Linked DNA regions of Sus scrofa: region 1 is linked to region 2. A link is a contact called in public Hi-C data. All regions are on one chromosome and are shown on one strand. Each heading gives the region's core, a stretch centred on a gene start, on an enhancer-like site or on the middle of the called end of the contact. The rest is flanking DNA. Distances are from core to core; before and after follow the strand shown. Region 1 has its middle 33 kb from the start of SDC1. Region 2 holds the start of SDC1 (syndecan 1).

Evidence for each region. A called contact is a pair of places that touch in the nucleus more often than the background predicts.
Region 1: a Hi-C map of liver shows a contact between it and region 2, with 4 times the contacts expected there. The contact joins the enhancer-like site here to the promoter of SDC1 in region 2. A contact is called at or near these places in 1 of 5 promoter capture datasets (liver) and 6 of 47 Hi-C or Micro-C datasets (embryonic fibroblasts, fetal liver, liver and 1 more).

What each region holds. Positions count from the first base shown.
Region 1 is chr3:118,019,569-118,022,351 of Sscrofa11.1, reverse strand. No RefSeq gene overlaps it. Among named protein-coding and RNA genes, the nearest start is that of SDC1, 33 kb to the right of the region's middle. Within about 2 kb of position 1,516, at least 5 of the 83 cell types and tissues checked have an H3K27ac peak or open chromatin away from gene starts, as enhancers often do. A contact at or near this core is called in fetal liver and liver, where this site is marked.
Region 2 is chr3:117,986,204-117,988,903 of Sscrofa11.1, reverse strand. It overlaps SDC1 (syndecan 1), which reads right to left and starts at 1,319. Exons shown (of 5, transcript NM_001243190.1): 1 at 996-1,319. The coding sequence starts at 1,061.

The sequences.
Region 1 (2,783 bases), core at 267-2,766, 33 kb before region 2:
CAGGGCAGGTTCTCAGGCTGAGGAAGGCTGAGGGGCCACCCCAGCCTCCTCCCCGCCCCCAGGCTGTGCAGTCCCAGCGGGGTCAGGTGACCGGCCTGTCCCCTCCACTCCCTGCCCCTTACCCTTGCTGGGAGGTCACCTGAGGCCGAACTCCAGTCGCCAAGCGTGTGGCCTTCCACCCTTCACGCCAGAGCACCCTTTTGGGGAGCAAAGTTAATCATCCCGTGCCCTGACTTTGAAACCCATCAAAGCCTGCCCTTTTTAATTCTTCTTCCTTCCTTCCTTCCTTCCTTCCTTCCTTCCTTCCTTTCTTTCTTTCTTTTTTCCTTCTTCCTTCCTTCTTTCTTTCTTTCCTCCTTCCTCCTTCCTTTCTTTCTTTTGCTTTTCTAAGGCTGCACCCGCGGCATATGGAGGTTCCCAGGCTAGGGGTTGAATCGGAGCTGTAGCCACCGGCCTACCCAGAGCCACAGCAACGCGGGATCCGAGCCGCGTCTGCAACCTACACCACAGCTCACGGCAACGCCGGATCCTTAACCCACTGGGCGAGGCCAGGGATCGAACCCACAACCTCATGGTTCCTAGTCGGATTCGTTACCCACTGAGCCATGACGGGAACTCCCCTTTTCAATTTTTTAAATGACTGGCTCTGATTCGCAGCCCTTGCCAATCCCACCCCGGCCAATTTCAAACCACCGATGTGAGGTCGCAGACCTCGTGCTCCCATAAGCTAGGAGGCGCCAGCTCCGCACAGGCCACCCCTTCCCTTCACTCTGCCCTGGGATGCAGGGCCCTTTTACTGCTCCCAGTTGTCCCCCCCACCACCACCCCCGCCTCATCTACACTGTTTTCCCGCCCCTCACCTGGACACTGCGCACTGGCTGGGCCCTGCAGGTCCTGAGCGCAGGTCCTGAGCGCACCTCCCCTCTTCTGCTCGGCCTGGCCTGCTCCTTTAGCAATAACCTGCCCAGTCATTTTCCCCTCCGGGCCGCTTCTCGAACTCTCCAGGCTGGATCAGGTGCCCTTTATCTGTCTCTGGAAGACTGCCTTGGACATCTGCATGGTTCAGTACTGCTGGTCTGTGCTCGCCACGGAACTGTGGGCTCTGCGGTGGCTCTGAGCCCAAGAGGACGCGGGCACTGAGTTGAGGGAGTGAAAAACGTAGAGGGGCAGGTCCAGGGCTCCGGGGTAGAGCTGCCCCAGGGGCTCGAGTCCCTTTCTGGATGTTTCCCAACAGATCCCAGTGCCACCTTCTTGGCTAGCATCCAAGGAGAGGGGCAAGACAGGGATGGGGTCCTGTTGGGGGAGGGGCCATCCCCCCAGCTCCTGGATCTAAGATTTGCCAGGTGTCACCCCCAGCTTGCCTCTGGCACAGAGGGGCACAGGGCTGGCAGGGACTGGGGCAGAAGGGAGCCACCACTGCTGTTGTTTGTATCCTTGTGACCATGGTTTCCCACAGGGCAGGTGATGGTTATTGACTTTGGCACCAGCACGCATTTTGGAGAGGCCACCCCAGCCCGTGCCCAGGAATAGCCTCAGGGCTTGCTGGGGCAGCCCTGGCCCAGCAGCGCCTCCTGCACGCCCTGTCCAAGTGGTCCTTTGTGACCAAAATGGATGAAACAGGAAGCAGCGATGTTCAGAGGAGTGCTGTGAGCTCCCAAGTGACACTTTGCGTGTCAGCTTGGCTGCTCAGTCGCTGGATGAAGTCATGGCTTGGGGCCTCAGTTTCCTCATCTGTAAAATGGAGTAGTAACGCCTGCCTTCAGGGTTTTCGTAAACGAAGAGTCATAGCCATTATTTATCGAGTGCTTAGGGAGTGCCACGGCAAAAGACAGTTTCTGTGATGCGGTTTAATCACACTGTCTTATTTAGTCCCTGCATAGCCCAACAAGATAAGGTCTGCCAGCCTCATTTTACAGATAAACTCCAGCTGAGCTGAGGCCTGAATGGGAAACCTTTTTCAATTCACCAGATGCGCCAAAGGAGGTGGGGCAGTCAGTCCCAGAAGTCCTGTCCTGCCCTCCAGCCCTGCCCCCCTCTTTAAAGCCTGTTAACCTCTTGAAATTAAATTCGCACCCTCAGGCAATCAGGGGTCATGCCTTCTAGATCCTAAATTAGGATTTGTACCTGGACAAAGGAAGTATTCTGATTTATGATTCTAGAAAGAAAGAAATCCTTACAGTTGGAGAACATTTGGGCTTCCCTCGTGGTGGGCAATTGCAAATAAAGCCACCCTCTCAGTACCATGGAATACTAGTCAGCAAGAAAAAAGGAACGGCTCTTGATACACACAACAGCTCAGGGGAAACTCAAATGCTGCCTCCTAAATGAAAAAAGCCAGACTCAGAAGGTCCCACGTTGTACTATTCCTTTTATAAGACACCTGAAAAAGGCAAAACTACTAGGACAGAAACAGATCAGTTGTTACTGGGGCTGGGAGGGTGAATGTGGGGGCTTTGACTACAAGGAGTCAGGAAGGAGTTTTAGGGGTGCTGAGATGGCTCTAATTTTTATTTTGGCAGCACTCGCAGCAGATAAAATTTCCCAGGCCAGGGACCGAACCCACACCACAGCAATGACCCGTGTCTGCAGGGGCACAACACCAGGTCCTTAACCTGCTAAGCCACTGGGGAACTCCCCTAAGACTGCCCTATATCATAATTGTGATGGTGATGACACGACAGTCTGGATTTGGAAAGAATTGCCCAGCAATAAGAATGAATTATTGATTATAAACCAACCATACTTCAATATTTAAAAACCGGATTTTGATTTTTTTGATTAAA
Region 2 (2,700 bases), core at 70-2,569:
GTCGGCCAGATCCCTCTTTAGAGGCGACCCACCCCTCTCCAAAGGTGGGTGCTGGAGTTCTACCCCACGGCCTCCCCCCAGCTTCGGGCTCCACGTTTGTCCCCCTTTTCTTCTAGCTCCACTGGGCGGGCCAAGGGACCCGCCTTCCCTCCGCGCTGCTCCAGCACAAAGCCAGGCCGGGGGAGGGGTAAAGCCATTCCCGGGTCCACTCGCGTGGAAGCAGCCCGCGCGCCCCGACCGTGCCCAGCGCAGGCTCTCGCCCCTCCGCAGGCAGCACAACTTCAACAGCCCAGAAGTTGGGTTCCTGCGGGTCTCTTGCGTTCCGAGGCCAACTTCCCGGAACCTCCTGCTACACCCGGCCTGGCTCCGTTCGGCCAGCCAACGGACAGCCGAGACCCCACCTCTGTCCGCCCGCCCCGGTCGTCCTCGCAGCCCTGGCTGGGGCTCCTTAGTGCACACGCCCGCCTGCTCCCGCGCCGATTCCGCTGCTCCCAAACTTGCCTCTGCCAGAGGGGCCGGGCGCTCCGGCTCGACCGATCTGGTTTGAATTAGGGTCCGCGGGCGGGGCGTATTAGCCGCGATCTCGGCATCCTCCTGGGTCACCGGCGAGGGGCCCTGCCGCCGCAGTGCCCGGGGTGACTGGGTGGGAGCCGGCGACCCCAGGAGCCGCCGCTGGCTGGCTGGCTCTTTCGCCACTGGAGCCCTTTTACGTAATTGAGCTCGGGGCCCCGGCGCAGGCTCTGCTCCACGGGACGCCCCAAGCCTCCTCCCGGAGCTGCGGAACCCACGGCCCCCCCCCCCCATTCCCCGACGGCGGAGGCAGTTGGGTCAAGAGCCCTGATTTCGGGGCTCCTAGTCTCCCCGCCAGCCTTGCTAGCGCGGGAAGAGGGGAAGTCCCCGCTTCCCCTCCCCCTCCACGTGCGGTCGCCGGTATCGGCCGATCCGCCAGCCCCGGCTTCCCGCCACCTCCCGGCCAAGCCCCCGGCCGCACTCACCAGGAGGGCCGGCTGCAGGCGCAGCGCCAGCGCGCAGAGCCAGAGCCAAAACGCCGCGCGCCTCATGCTGCCCGGACCAGCGGCGGGAGCGCAGCGGGTTGCGCGGGTCAGGGGTGCGCGGCGCTGAGCCGTCTGCGCGAGGCTCCGAGTCGGCTCTGCGGGTTGCGCTGCGCCCAGCTCCCTTGAGCGATGCCCAAGCGCGCTGCTGTCCTAGGCGAGGGCTGCGGGGTCCCCTGGCTGCAGTCCTCGCTCTGGTGCTAGACTCCTCCGGCTCCGCTCAGCTACCGCTAGCACCTCTCCCGCCGAGCTCCGCCTTATAATAAACCCGCAGGCCCTTAGCCGTTGCAAAAAACTCGCCCCCCACCCCCAGCTCGCCAGGTCTCGGGGCCAGCCCCAGTCCCCACCCCCTAGAGCCCCGCCCCCTAGAACCCCGCCCCGCCCCCTGAGCCACAGGCCCGGCCCCCAAGGAACGCCCCAAGCCCGGCTCCCCAGCCCCGCCTCCGCACCGCGCCAGGGAAGCCGAGCCTCGCCTACCCCCAGGGCCACGGTCCCCGCGCGCCGCGGTTCCCCGGGTTTCGGCTCTGCTGCTCCGGTGTTCCCGGGGGTTGGGGACTGGTCGCACCCCCCTACCGCCCTGGCCAAGGGTTTTGAGGCTCTGCCCGGGAGACTGGCGGGAGGGGCGGGAGTTGGTCCTCGATTGCTGGCGCCAGTCTGCAGCGCCCTCTGGGCGTGAACACCGAGCCCCCTCCAGGTGCGCTGGACTCCCGGATCCGGGCGGGAACACTTTCTGAGGCTGTGCGGGGGCCCGAAGTGATGGGCCCTTAAATCAGTGGCCCCTTCCCTGGCTGCGGATGGTGCTCTCTGCGCCCTCTCACCCTACACCCCAGCACTAGTTTCCACATGCGCTGGCCTTCTGCCAGTGCTGGAAACTAGGGGCCTTACTTTAAACAGCTGGACACGCCCAGGAAGGGTTGTTTAAAAAAATTAAAAAATTTTAAAGGACTTTTCAGTGTCTTTTGATAGAAAGCAGTGCCCTCTCTCTTCATTCTCTGAGTCAAAAGGAAAAGTAAACAGCCTTGGGCCCAGGTGACTTCCAGCCTGCAGGTCTGAGAAGCACCACTGGCATTTTTGCTCCTTCGTGATTCCCTGAGGGGCCTTAGACCTCAGTGGTGCCATCAGCAATCCCGAGCCTCTGTGTAGGTGTTCAAAGACCATGGAAGGTCTGTAGAGCAAATGGCCTTGAACGAAAAGGGGAAGAACCTGCCGGGCCCTGCCTGCAATGTGACCTTGGACCTGGAGACCAAAGATACCGACTTCCCCACCCACCGTCCCCATCTCCGCCTGCAGAGCCTCCTGCAGGTTCTTAAGGCCTGAAGCAGTTCTCTTAGGCCTTGATTTCAAGGATCATCTAACCGCATGGCACCAGGCAGGACCTCTCCAAGGAGTTCAGGGCGTCCTGACAGGTTAAAGGGCCCTTTGAATAGAAAGCCATGAGGGTGTTTGCCAGGGGCTGGCTCATAGTCTGAAGTCAGCTCTCTAGCCCTTTCAACTCAATATGGAGGAAACATAGGTCAGTTTGGAATTTTGCTTTTCTCTCCTCCACAAAACAAAGAAAACTGGGGTCAAGGAATATTTGTTAGAGCCTCTTTATATTATAAAAATGACCCGTTGAGGGAGTTCCCTGGCGGCTCAATGGGTTAAGGAT